2 separate regions of the Ovis aries genome follow, and region 1 is linked to region 2. Evidence: chromatin contacts called from public Hi-C data. All regions are on one chromosome and are shown on one strand. Each heading gives the region's core, a stretch centred on a gene start, on an enhancer-like site or on the middle of the called end of the contact. The rest is flanking DNA. Distances are from core to core; before and after follow the strand shown.

What was found. A called contact is a pair of places that touch in the nucleus more often than the background predicts.
Region 1: a Hi-C map of tail adipose tissue shows a contact between it and region 2, with 4 times the contacts expected there. The contact joins the promoter of CAMK1D here to the enhancer-like site in region 2. A contact is called at or near these places in 7 of 16 Hi-C or Micro-C datasets (blood, hypothalamus, liver and 2 more).

The regions. Positions count from the first base shown.
Region 1 is chr13:16,277,086-16,283,451 of ARS-UI_Ramb_v3.0, forward strand. CAMK1D (calcium/calmodulin dependent protein kinase ID) reads left to right here and starts at 2,203. Exons shown (of 11, transcript XM_027976539.2): 1 at 2,203-2,652. The coding sequence starts at 2,561.
Region 2 is chr13:16,226,293-16,232,550 of ARS-UI_Ramb_v3.0, forward strand. No RefSeq gene overlaps it. Among named protein-coding and RNA genes, the nearest start is that of CAMK1D, 50 kb to the right of the region's middle. Within about 2 kb of position 4,474, at least 10 of the 54 cell types and tissues checked have an H3K27ac peak or open chromatin away from gene starts, as enhancers often do. A contact at or near this core is called in tail adipose tissue, where this site is marked.

The DNA.
Region 1 (6,366 bases), core at 953-3,452, 49 kb after region 2:
GATCCTTGGGTCAGGAAGATCCCTGGGAAGACACACAGCAACCTACTCCAGTACTGTTTCCTGGACAATCTCATGGACAGAGCCTGGTGGGCTACAGTCCATAGGGTCCCACAGAGTCGGACAAGACTGAAGTGACTTAGCATGCATGCACATGGAAAATTCAAAAGAAACAGGAAGCTCCCTATAGCACTTCCAACGGTACAACGCTTCTTTAGCATCACCACTTATTTAGTTATGTGGACATAAGCTGAGACTGAGGATTACCGTGGGCTCTTGTGGCACGATAATCTGTAGGCAAGGAGCAAGAGTGAAATAGGGAAGAACAGGCCAAAAAGAAGTGCCAGGAAGGGAAAAGGGCGAAAAAGGATGAGCGCATGCATATGGCCGGTTCGGGAGAATGTCCCTTGGGATCTTAGTCATGCCTGGCTCCTACTCTTCTTACTGCCTAACCTTTGACCCCAATAGACTTCTCCTATGTACAGTTCTTCAAACATATTTCTTCTTGACGTGGTGCTGTTTGCTTTTGGTGATAGGCCCCAACTTTGAGAGGTTCCTTAGTAATTCACGGTGGAATTTGGGTTTGTCGATTTAGTCAGTTTAGCAAGATCCCCTATTTGCTCTCCCCAGCCTGGAGAGCTTTATGCTAACAGCCCCTGAAAGGCAGAATCCAGCACGCAGATTTGGGGGACTGGGCAGGCCAGGTTATCTTCCCACCTCATTGGGTGAGGGAAAAAGTAGAGGCCGGAGGGGAGTCCAGACGGCTTTTGGGAGGGCAGTAAGCCTGCATCCAGCCTGTCAGAACGAGGAAGAAGGTGCTAAATAAGTTTTCAGGCAGTAGAATCCCCCTCCCCCCCCCCCCCCCCCCTTTCACAGTGAAATTGGAACAGTCCTGGGACAGGTGTCAGCAATCAAGACATACGGCTGTTTATCCAACTCAGTCGAGGGGCCCTCAGGGAGTGATAGTCTAATTGAAGAAAACTACAATTTTTTGAAACAAGAGATAGTCCCCGCAGGTTGAGGATGGGTATCCGCAAGTGATCGCCCTCTGACAGGTGGACGTGGAAGAAGAATGGGCAGTCAGGCTGTACCTCGGCGATGAACGGCCTGGGGAGGGGGTGGGGAGCTCTGGGCGCGTTTCTCCAGTCTGTTGGAAACGCCATTTCCAGGTATATGCCCTACGACAGGGTGCCCTACTAAACCCGGCGCGGCGGGGGTACGAGGGGCAGCCCTCCTGGCGAGGAGGGTGTAGGGCAGAGCTTCACTTTCTTCTAAGTCTCTGGGTTTCGGCCGATGGAGAGAGGAAGAGACCAAGAGGAGTCGAGCTGGAGCGAAGGCCGGTCCAGGCCCGCCCAGGCCCGCTCCAGCCCCAGGCCTGAGGTAGCCTGGGCGGTGCACGGAGCCCGAATACACCCGCCACCCGGCCGCCAGATAACCCCGGTAGTAAAGCTCCCCAAGGGAAAACGATGCAGCGCCTGGCACGTCCTGCGCGTCCCTGGCTCCAGGGCTCCCGGCTCCCTCGCTGCGCGGCCCCCTCCCCCGGCCGTTATTGGACTCGAGCGCCGATTTTGGTGCAATGCGAATTAGCTCCAGTCGCCAAGTCGTGAGGCTCCGGGAGCGTCAGCCACCGGCCGGCGCCTCGCGGCCCGAGTCAACGCCCACCTCCGCCAGCATCCCCGCCGCCGCCTTTCGTCGCCATAACAACCGGCCCCCGCCCAGCCCCGCGCCGCGCCGGGACGCCCGGGGAGGACGCCCCCGCCCTTGGCGCCCCGCATCCGGGCGGCCTCGCACCCCCGCCCCCTTCCAGTCGCGTCCAAGCGCAGCGCAGAGGCGCCCCCTCCCGCCGCTAGGGAGGAAAGCCCTCGCGCCCCCAGACTTGACTTTGCAGAATTAATTAGGCAGCCCCGGAGGGCCGGGGTCCTTCAGCAAGCTCCCCGACTTCCGCACCTGCCTGGGTTCCCTGCACCTGCCCTTTCCCGGGCTCCAGGGCTCGCGCGGCGGCTGGGAGCGTGACCGGGCGGCGACGGCGGTGCCCCCGCGCCCGGGGCACGGCGCTCCCGGGGAGCAGGACATCCCCGAAGGCGGCAGCGCGCGGGAGGCGGGGAGGCGGGAGGCGGCCGGGGAGCACGAAGAGGGCGGGGAGCCCGCGGGAGGAGGAGGGGGGAGGGAGCAGGGCGGGCGGCGGGGAGGGAGGAGAAGGGAGGCAAGAAAGTAGCAGAAAGTGAGGCTGGCAGCCGGCAGCAAAGGAGCCGGGCGAGCGGCGGCAGGAAGTCTGTGCCCGAGACGCGCAGAAATAAGAGCCAGGGAGGGACCGCGGCGGCGAGAGTGAAAGAGGAAACTGCAGAAGAGGAAGCTCTGCCGCAGCACCAAGTCTCCTCGGCTCCCGCGCCGAGCATCCCCGCACCGCCCGCCCAGCCCTCCTGGACCGGCGCGCCGCCGCCCGCGCCTCCGCTGCACTCGCGCCACCGCCCCCCGGCGCCCCCTCCTCGCGCGCCCACCCCGGCCCCCTGCGCCCCTGGCCGCTCTGCTTCGCCGCCCTCCGCGCACGCCGCCCTCGTCTGCCATGGCCCGGGAGAACGGCGAGAGCAGCTCCTCCTGGAAAAAGCAAGCTGAAGACATCAAGAAAATCTTCGAGTTCAAGGAGACCCTCGGAACGTAAGTGGGGAGCGGGAAGAAGAGGGTGGAGGTGGCAGCGGCCGCGGGTGCAGAGGTGGTTCTCGCTGCCACCGCCGCCGTCGCCGCCACCGCGGCAGGAACCGGAGGGTCGCCGCGTCCTCATTGTCCAATTCCCGGCTCTGCGGAGCCCCCCGCGTGTCCGCCGCGTGGGTCTGCGCCCCGCGTGCACGAGGGGGCGCCGCGCGGGGGCGGGGAGGGGCCCTGGGATTTCAGGGACAGTCGCAGGCGGGCGACTTTTCACTTCCCTGACACAGCCGCCCTCTCAACTCATTCTCCCCACGCGTGACTGTGGGCTGAGCATGGTGGATATTCCTGTTTACCGGCTGCGTGCGTCTACTCACTGTGTGCACAGGCGCACCGTGTCAGCGAGAGATGTGGTCACGAGGAAATCCGGCTCCGGGCATTCCCATTTCTGTTCTAACATCATGTATTCTTAGAGAATTGACATCCGCACGTACTCGATGTAGGCAAGACTTTGGATGGCCGCGCAATTAGGGAAGGGAGGAATTTCGCAGTGTGCAGGGTCACGTGTGGGCCGAGCCTTACCTGAACGTCAGTCCATTTCACCAGGCTCAGCAGCACACTCTGGAGTGCGGGTCACCAAGGAGGGTCTGCGAGGGTCTTTGTACCCACGGTTCCTCTCCAGGCCTGTGTGTAGTCCGAGGCTGGTGGCTGATCGCAAGAAAGCAGAAATAACCAGAAGTCGATGTCAGGAAGGCTCAAGCATGTGCTTCTCCATTCAGCTGCTGTTCCTTTTCTGCCCAAGAGTTGTTTTTTGTTTGTTTTGTTTCGAAGCACCTCAGAATAGGTAGGGAGGCTGATAGTGAAAGAGGATCGGTTGCTGCTGGAAGAACCTGGAGTTGGAATTATTGCCTCCCCTCATGTGATCAGTATGTAAGCATATATATTCACACACATACCTGCTGTATGAGCCGAACATTTTGCAGGGGTTCATGGAGGTGTTGGTCAAGCTGCTAAGAGAAAGAGGAGGTGTTTCACAAGACAAATTAGGATGCTCTTCTTTCCTGCCCTCTTAATCCCCTTTTGCTTGTCATTGTGGTTGGTTTGCTTTTTCAGAACCATATTTTCAAACCCAGATTGTTTTCTGCCCCATACTCAGGGTCCACTGAGTTGCTTGGTCATTTTCCCTCCCCACCCCAATATCTGAAGTGGGTCCTCCAAAGCCAAGTTGTGAAGCATCCCTCCATGCTTCTGGTCCTGGAGATTCCCACTTACCTAGAATGAGAATAGGGTCTCCCAGGTTTTGTGCTCACTTCAGGGACCCAGTCTACCTGTGGGTGTAGACTTTTTGTCTTTGTTGAAAAGAAAACAGAAAGAGCTTTGCGTTAGCACGGCCAGATAAGGGGTGAGGTTTGGTCAGAACTTTAGAAAATTACCCTTGAGGTTTATTTGGGTTTGGGGGAGTGACTTTGAGATGGTTAAGTTGCTGAGAAAGAAGAAGCATGTCCTTTGTGGTCATCCTGAGAATGCTCATGTGGCTGAGGGTGAGGGGGCTGGAGAGAGTGGAGTCCTAAGGTAGGAGGATGTGTTGCTTGGCACATCCTCACCCGAACTCCTAGAGCTGGTCCCTCTGCCTGCAGCTTCCAGACAGATGGATACAACCTCCCCTGACTGTCTCCTGCTCCCCAGGAGAGCCCTGAGGCTCTACCTCTTCAGTGGTCTGGGATGCTCAGCCTGGTGAGCTGTGGCTTCATTTGAGTGGCTCCTCCTGTGGTCGGCACTGTTTGAGGATGACTGTGGTGGTTCCACTTCTGGGCAGGATGGGGACATGCTTGATGGGTGCCGAAAAGAACATAGAACTCTTGCAAAACAGTCTCTTGAAATCTGGCCACGTTCCCCTTAGAGGCTGGGGATGGGTCTCTGTTAGGATCCCAAAGCTTTGCCTTCTGTCTTGGAAAGGATTCTTTGAAAAGGAGCTTCAGGCTATGGTTCCTTCCTGCTGGCAGGAGTTCTCGAAGAGCAAAACACAAACAATAAAATGATCAAAATGTTTTCACTCAATAGCATGGTGATAATAATAGTAGTAGTAATTGTAGGTGACTTTATTAAATGAATACCAAGTACCAGTTGATACCCTGAGTGCCTTATGGATATTAACTCATTTTATTCTCAAGATAACCTGATAAGGTAGGTATTTACTATTATCCCCACTTGGCAGATGGGAAGACTGAGGCAAAGAGAATTAAGTGACCTGCTAAACAGGAGCTGCTTATTAAGTGAAGCTGATACTAGGCAGAACAACTTATAATTATGCATATGGGATTGAGCCACTGTGGATTATGTAACAGCAAATGTTAATAATTTGACTCACTTTTGTATTTAGAAGGCTAATTTTAACATTAAAGAATTACATTAATTTTAATATTAAGTTAAAACATAATTAGGGGGTAACCTGTCATCCAAACATGTAACTTGTCAAAGCTTTTGGATTATCAACATCTTTTTGTCTCTTGGACTTTATAGAAGTGGTCCAAAATTAAGAGTTCCTGTTTCCCCCCCGGGGCCAAGTCCAGCAACCTTGGCTTGAGTCTAAATAAATGTCACTTCTGCTCCTATCGGTGTGGATTTCGAGTTTGGGGTCTTGTTTGTGGTGAAACCTAGCATCAGTCAAGGGCTTCAACACTAACAATTGGAATTCATTTCCAAGGTACTCTGCAAGCCCAGTCATTTTGTCACACTTTTACCATATGCCTTTAAGATCCTAAGGCAGGAAAGCCCTTCCAGCAGCCAGATTGTCAGCTGTTAAAATGCCTTTGAAATAAAGCATTGTAAAAACCCAAGGAGCACTCACTTGGCCAGACCTTGTAATCTGATATTTGGCTGCCTGGTTCAGGTACCTTTCCCTGCGGGGCAGAAGGTTTGCTCTTGAAGGCCAAAGGGTCAGGCCATTTAGATTGTGTGGTTAGCAGGACCTTGCTGGAGGGTGGGGGGGAAATGAGAGTGAAGGCTGGCCTAGAGGGTGGGAAAAGAGCTGGAGGAAGCAAAGGTCAGTGTAGGGGAAAGGACCCACTGTGTGGTTTGGACCTGGGTTTTCTGATACACCCCTGAGCCAGGCCTCCGGAGAAACCTCTTAACTTGTGGCCTTCAGTGTGTCTTCCTTTGAAAGGAAATCCCAGGGCCTAACCCTACCTCCAAACAAGGTGGGAAGGCTTAAATACCATTTATTAATCAACACCGTGTTTTCAGATCCCTGGTACCCAAATAAATGAGACCAAATAAATGTTGTGTAACAGCAATTAAGAGTGATAAACATTTCTGTGGCGTGTTTGCTGAGGCCATTCAGGCCATCTCTACCATAGGTAGATGTCTTTCCACGTCTTCTAAACCAAGAAAATGAAAATAGGCCATCTGAAGAAGGATGTGGATGGGAAGAAAGCTTTGACCATGGTGTGCAGGAATTACCCCAGACTTATGGAGGTGGCTTCTATAATTTGCACACCATGAAAGGCATCTGAACAGAAAAGACCTTGATAGTTGGCACAGAATGGTTCTTCCAATACACCTCCTTTCCCTTGGAGTACAGAAATGGCACGTCCTAGAAAATGGACATTCATCTCTGCAGGGTATGAATACATGCTTTTCTTGCAGACCAAACATTTTGTGTTGAAATAATTGCTTTTTGACGGGGCTGGAGCGGGCACCAGGGAGGTGTTGGGCCTGGGTTCAAGGTCT
Region 2 (6,258 bases), core at 3,224-5,723:
TGTCTATATATATATATCACATCTTCTTTATCCATTTACCTGTTGATGTATACTTAGGTTGCTTCCACATCTCTTAGCTGTGGTAAATAGTGCTGCTGTATATAAATATTGGGGTGTGTGTATTTTTTGATTAGAGTTTTCCTCTTTTCTGGATATATGCCCAGGAGTAGGATTGCTGGTTCCTATGGTAACTCTATTTTTAGTTTCTTAAGGAACCTGTATACTGTTCTCCGTAGTGGCTTCAGAGAGAATTCTGATTTAACTTTTTTAAAATGCAGTCAACAAAGTATTTATTTCATGGCCAATATGTTTCAGACATTGGGGGTCATCAGTAACAGGTCAAGAGCAGTCACTGAGTGCCCTCTGTGAACTTGGCACTGTGATATCACCATGTTACCTTAAGTGCAGGACTTGAGAAGATTTTGGGAGCAGGGGTAGCCTACAGGCTGGTGAGTTTTGGGTGAGGGGTGGGCGACAGTGTTTGCTGTAAGGCTGGGCTAGCAACATAAAGAATCCTGACTGTGGCCTGGAGCTTTTCTAGTCCTCATCTTGACGGGGCTGGCTGTCTTGCTCAGGTATATTTCCCCATGAGAGCTCAGTCACAGATTTGCAACTGACTTCTTCACCACACAAATGCGGAACTCACGTGGGTTCACTAGCTAAGCAAAGCTCTGAGATCTTCAGCAAAGGCCACAAGCCTAGAAATTCAGGGACCTGGGTTTCGGCTCTGGTTCTGCAGGTGCACATTCAATCATGTGAAGTTTTCATACATGAACAGGATGCATGGTTGATATGTAAATTTTAGGGAGACCACTGGTTAACTCTTTCTCGAGGTGAAAAGGAAAACAGAAGAATATAGACTCATGTGCTCAGGCCCTTATGTTCCTTTCAGGTTGTTTGAAACCAATCCATCAATGATCGTATCTGGAAAAATTCCCTTATCTTTGAAATTGCCTGGAAATGAGGTTGTACAATGGAATCACCTGAACCTTGGGATGAAGTTTTTTTTTTTTCTCAAATAAAGAAAGGTAATTGTCATTAAAAAATAATTTTCTGTGAAACAAATGTCTTGCTCAAAAATTTTCCTTGATTTTGTTTATTATTATGTATTTAGTTTTCGTTGGACTGTAATTGATTGACAATGTTATGTTAGTTTCAAGTATACAACAAAGTGATTCCGTTCTCCCTATATATGTGTACACACACACACACATATTTTTTCAGATTCTTTCCCATTTTAAGTTGTTATAAGATATTGAATCTGGTTCCCTGTGCTATACAGTAGGTCATTGTTGTTTGTCTATTTTTTATATAGTAGTGTGTATCTGTTTCCTGAATTTCACAGTCACTGACTTTGGGGTGGGGAAATCTCAGTCAGTATTTATTCACTCTTAGATCCAATGGAAAATGTATCCTGAACTCCTTTGTATCATTAGGAAGTAGAAGCTCAATCTATTTAAATTTATCAAAAAGAGTGTAAATACTGCACATCACAAAATTAATAAAATGGAAAAAATGGGCTTCCTCTTTCTCTCAAGTTGCTAAATGGATTCACCACAAGATGGTGCCATGCAAGTGCTGCTTGACGAGATGGTTGTTAACGTGTGTGCCGTTCCTCCTGCAGGAGGCCCTTGTGCTTCCCAGCTGTGGCATACGGCACATCTGAGAGTGCTGTTCACACAGAGGCAACTGCCTGTCTTGCTGTGTGAGTTTTCAGTGACTAAGGCCTTCCCCTTGTTCTTCATATGAGCTTGACCTTTTGACAAGTTTTCTAGTAACACGCCATTGCCATGGTACCAAGCCCACAGTTGCTTACGTATTTCGAGGAGAAGGCCGCTCAGTTAGGTGGGTCTCTGAAAGCACTTAATTTTTTCCCTCAGCTCCTGATGAAAAGGAAGATCATGTCCTGGTTCCTTTCTCTATCGTGCTCTGTTATGGATTTCTGTAAGCACCAAACACTTGTGTGTGTGTGTGTGTGTGTGTGTGTGTGTGTGTGTGTGTGAGTCACTCAGTTATGTCTGCCTCTTTGTGACCCCATGGACATAGGCTGCCAGACTCCTCTGTCCATGGAATTTTCCAGGTAAGAACGTTGCAGTGGGTTGCCATTTCCTCATCCAGGGAATCTTCCCAACCTCAGGATCAAACCCGGGCCTCCTGCACTACAGGCAGATTCTTCACCATCTGGGCCACCAGGGTGTTCTTAATTTATCAGTAGGAGATATGCAGCAGGTCAAGGAAAGTCTGCAGTGCTGTGGTTCTCATTTCTGAGAACACGAGGATGAATCTGAAATCCAAGGCCGAGTGATGGCCACTTCACACGTGAAGGCAAATCTGATATCATCTCTGTTGGATGTTTAAACCCTGGATAACTGGATGATTTGGAAATGAAAGGAATGCAATCTTCACATGGAGAGATAGTCACAGAAAAGAAAGTGGCCTTTTTTATGTGTGTGGAGAGAATGAAGTGCAGGGCATGTGCCTTTTCTGTTAAATAGTACTGCCCTGTTGCCATGTAGCCAGGTAAATATTTGCAAGGCGCCTACGGCCTCTCTGGATTTGGGGCATGTGTCTACTGGGCGTGAAACAAACTCTGTGGGAAACAAGCCTCTCAGCCCTTATCTCCCTCTTGTGGCAGAGTTCACCAAGGGTGATATAACCTCCAGAGGGAAAAGACTCCTCCTGGTTCTTACCTTCCCTCTCAGCTGGCACCAGGGTGTCTGGAGGCCAAGACGAGTGGGCCCTTTGCAGGGGCCCCAAAGAGAGGAGGTAGGCCCAGAGATCCATCTCTCAATACTGGTTCCTAGAGTTGTAGCATTTCCTCAGGGCTTCTGTTCAAAAGGCATTGAGGGGTAGACCAGTTAGCTTATATGGTTCTTCAGTCATTCAGTCGTGTCTGACTCTCCGCGACCCCATGAATCGCAGCACGCCAGGCCTCCCTGTCCATCACCAACTCCCGGAGTTCACTCAGACTCACATCCATCGAGTCCGTGATGCCATCCAGCCATCTCATCCTCTATCATCCCTTTCTCCTCCTGCCCCCAATCCCTCCCAGCACCAGAGTCTTTTCCAATGAGTCAGCTCTTCGCATGAGGTGGCCAAAGTGGCATCAATTGCTAAGAGACATTAATATATCATGGAAAAGTGGTGAGATAGAAAGTCATATTTTTCAGAATTGTTCTGAGGTAGGATATTCTAAGGGGTAGGAAGAACAAGTTGTTCAATAAGTTGTTTAAGTGAAGTTAATATCCCCAACCCCAGGGACTTCCCTGGTGGTCCAGTGGTTAAGAATCCACCTTTCAATGCAAAGTTCAAACCCTGGTTGGGGCACTAAGATCCCGCATGCTGAGGGACAACTAAGCCCTCAAGACACAACTAAAGATGCTGCATGCTGAAACTAAAACCTGATGCAGCCAAATAAATAAAACAAATCTTAAAAACAGATTATCCCACCGGACCCTAGAGGTAATGCTAGAGTAACAACAGCAAGCTCCCTAACTGCCTTCCAAAGGAGGAACTTGTTTGCTAAGTGGGAGACACAGTGTGGGGTCCATTTTTAGGGACAAAAGAGGAGAGTCTGAGTTGTCAAATACTTTCTCTCTCCCTGCACCCCCAATCAATAAGCCCTTATAATCATCAAATAGATTTCTAAAGACTGTAGATTTATAGGAGTGCCTAGGTATAAGCCTGTTAAAGCACCAAATATCTTTCCCCTGCCCAGGTGAGAGTGTCACTGGGAGGACCCCTCAAAGAAGGCATTTAAGGACTTCCCTGGTGGTCCAAGTGGCTCAGACTCCAAGTTTCCAATGCAGCGTGCCTGGGTTTGATCCCTAGTCAGGCTGGCGTATCACTGATGCAATGAACATGAACTTGGGCAAACTCCAGGGGATGGTGAGGGACAGGGAGGCCTGGTGTGCTGCAGTCCATGTGGTAACAAAGAGTCAGACATGACTGGGCAACTGAACAACAACAACAACAACAACAACAACAACAACGAACTAGATCCCATGTGCCACAGCTAAGAATTTGCATGTTGCAACTAATGATTCCAAGTGCTGCAAATATGACCCAGCCAAATAAGAAAGTGAATATTAAAAAAAGAAGAGATTCATGTCAAAGGGTTATTATCCACGTGCCCACTGGGTCAGGACCTCAGAATTTCACATCTGCCTTGTGTCTCAGACAAACATCACAAGACAATAATGATAGTTATATATCCCATTTTTCAAGAACTGCCTGGTTTTGAATATTCTGTCCATTCAGTTCAGGTAAGTATATTTTAACTTGACACTCAAGTCTTATGTCCTGACTTTGGCCTCAGAAAATTAGCCATCAATGACAGACTCAAGAACTATGAACTCGGTCGTCCTTCCTTTCTTGCAGTAGGAAATCCCCTACAGATGGTCAGAGGTGGACCGCTTGGAACACTGCCTGGCCAGGGGCTGGACATTGCTTGAGTCAGCCCCAGTGGAGCACTATTGTGGGTGTGTCAGTGAATGAGTCACTGAGGAGGAAGACGAGACGGATCGAAGGCCAGGCTCAGTGGAGATACTTTCTGTTTTTTTAGAGAGCTTTGAGTTACTCAGGAAGAACCCTATCAAAGTGTGAATGGACCTATGGAGACAGAATTTCAGTCTTTTCTTGCTATAATTTCATTGCTTCACAGAAGGCTCTCCGAATTTCCAGCCTAATTGCACACATCCTGGGTTCTACCCCATTTCTTTCCCTTTATTAAATTTCTCTCTCTCTCTCTTTTTGCCAGTGTAGTTTCTGAGTGATCTCTTCATGGTGGAGACATGGGCAACCACCTTCTGAGTTCACACATGCATGCCCAAGAGTGTCTTTTTGTCCCTTCACATCTGACTGACAATTTGAGTGGGCAGAGAACTCTAAATTCAAAGCCATTCCCCATAAACATTTTGAACACTTTGCTTCATCTTCTAGCATAATTAAGTTTTAAAACTTTAAATAAGATTTTTCTTTCAAGCTGTTTCCTTCAGCCATCAAGCCTCTCCACCTCTATTAACTTCTGCTTCTTAGGCAAAGCATTTCCTCATAACCAGGGTGGGGTCAGAACTCTTGGTCAGGACTCCCTGTGAGAATGCATCTGTCTCCAGAGGATCAAACACTTAAACACTCAGGGTGAAGAGCTATTAATCTTCAGTGCCAGAGGCTGGAAGTGGGCCTTTTATGGAATTTGTGACTCATCATCCAAGAGCCTAAAAGATTAATTTGCTCCTGTTGGGCCCTGATTGCACAGGCTGAACATCAAGCAAACATCTAAAATCTAGCATCTAGACACTGGAAACCACCTATTTCTGACTGATATCATGATACACAGCATCTGTTTGGTGAATTGTCAACTTTCAGGTCTGACAAACTGTCTGCCTTTTTTGGGCAGGGGGGACTGCAGCATGTGGGATTTTATTTCCCTGACCAAGGTTCAAGCCCCTGAATTGGAAGCGCAGAATCTTAACCACTGGATCACCAGGAAAGTCCCCCATCTGCCATCTTGCTGAGTCACAGGGTAAGAGGTGGCTGGGACACTTCGGGACAGGAGTAATTCATGCTCTTAGCAAGAGGTGTTAGCTGGCAACAGTTCCGTCTGCATAACTGATGAATTATGAAATAACCTCAGGGAGAACCTTACCAAAAGTGGGATGGACAGCTTTACGAATCCGTGAGCTCCTCCTAAGAGTTATTCTGAGTGGAGAGGGTGTAAATTGGATATAAGAGCCTACTGGATGGTTGGAACGCATAGCTTATAAGTTCTTTTAAATCACGGGAATTTGTCTGCGGTGCTTAGTGTGCCTGGTGCACAGTAGGTGCCAATAAATGCTAAATAAAATGTCTGTGGAGTTCATCATGCCTGAGCTGCCAAGGTGACTGATGTCCATGTCTTCATTTGCTGTAGTAAGTCCATAGTAAGCAGGTTGTAGTTTGGATCTTCGTTGTGGCATGTGGGGTCTTTAGTTGTGGCCTGTGAACTCTTACTTGAGACATGTGGGATCTAGTTCACTGACCAGGGCTGGATTCTGCATTGGGAGCATAGACTCTTGGCCACTGGACCACCAGGGAAGTCCCAGTACATTGCAATTTGCAACTACTATGAGCTATGTATATTGAAATATTAATAGAAGAGTCCCTGTTCTTGACAAACAGTGAGTGGAGCTTGAACTGGGGACTCAGTTTTGGTCTTAAGCACTCTCTTGCTTGAAGTGTTTATGGCCCTACCCCAAACTTGGTATTGTGTAGACAGAA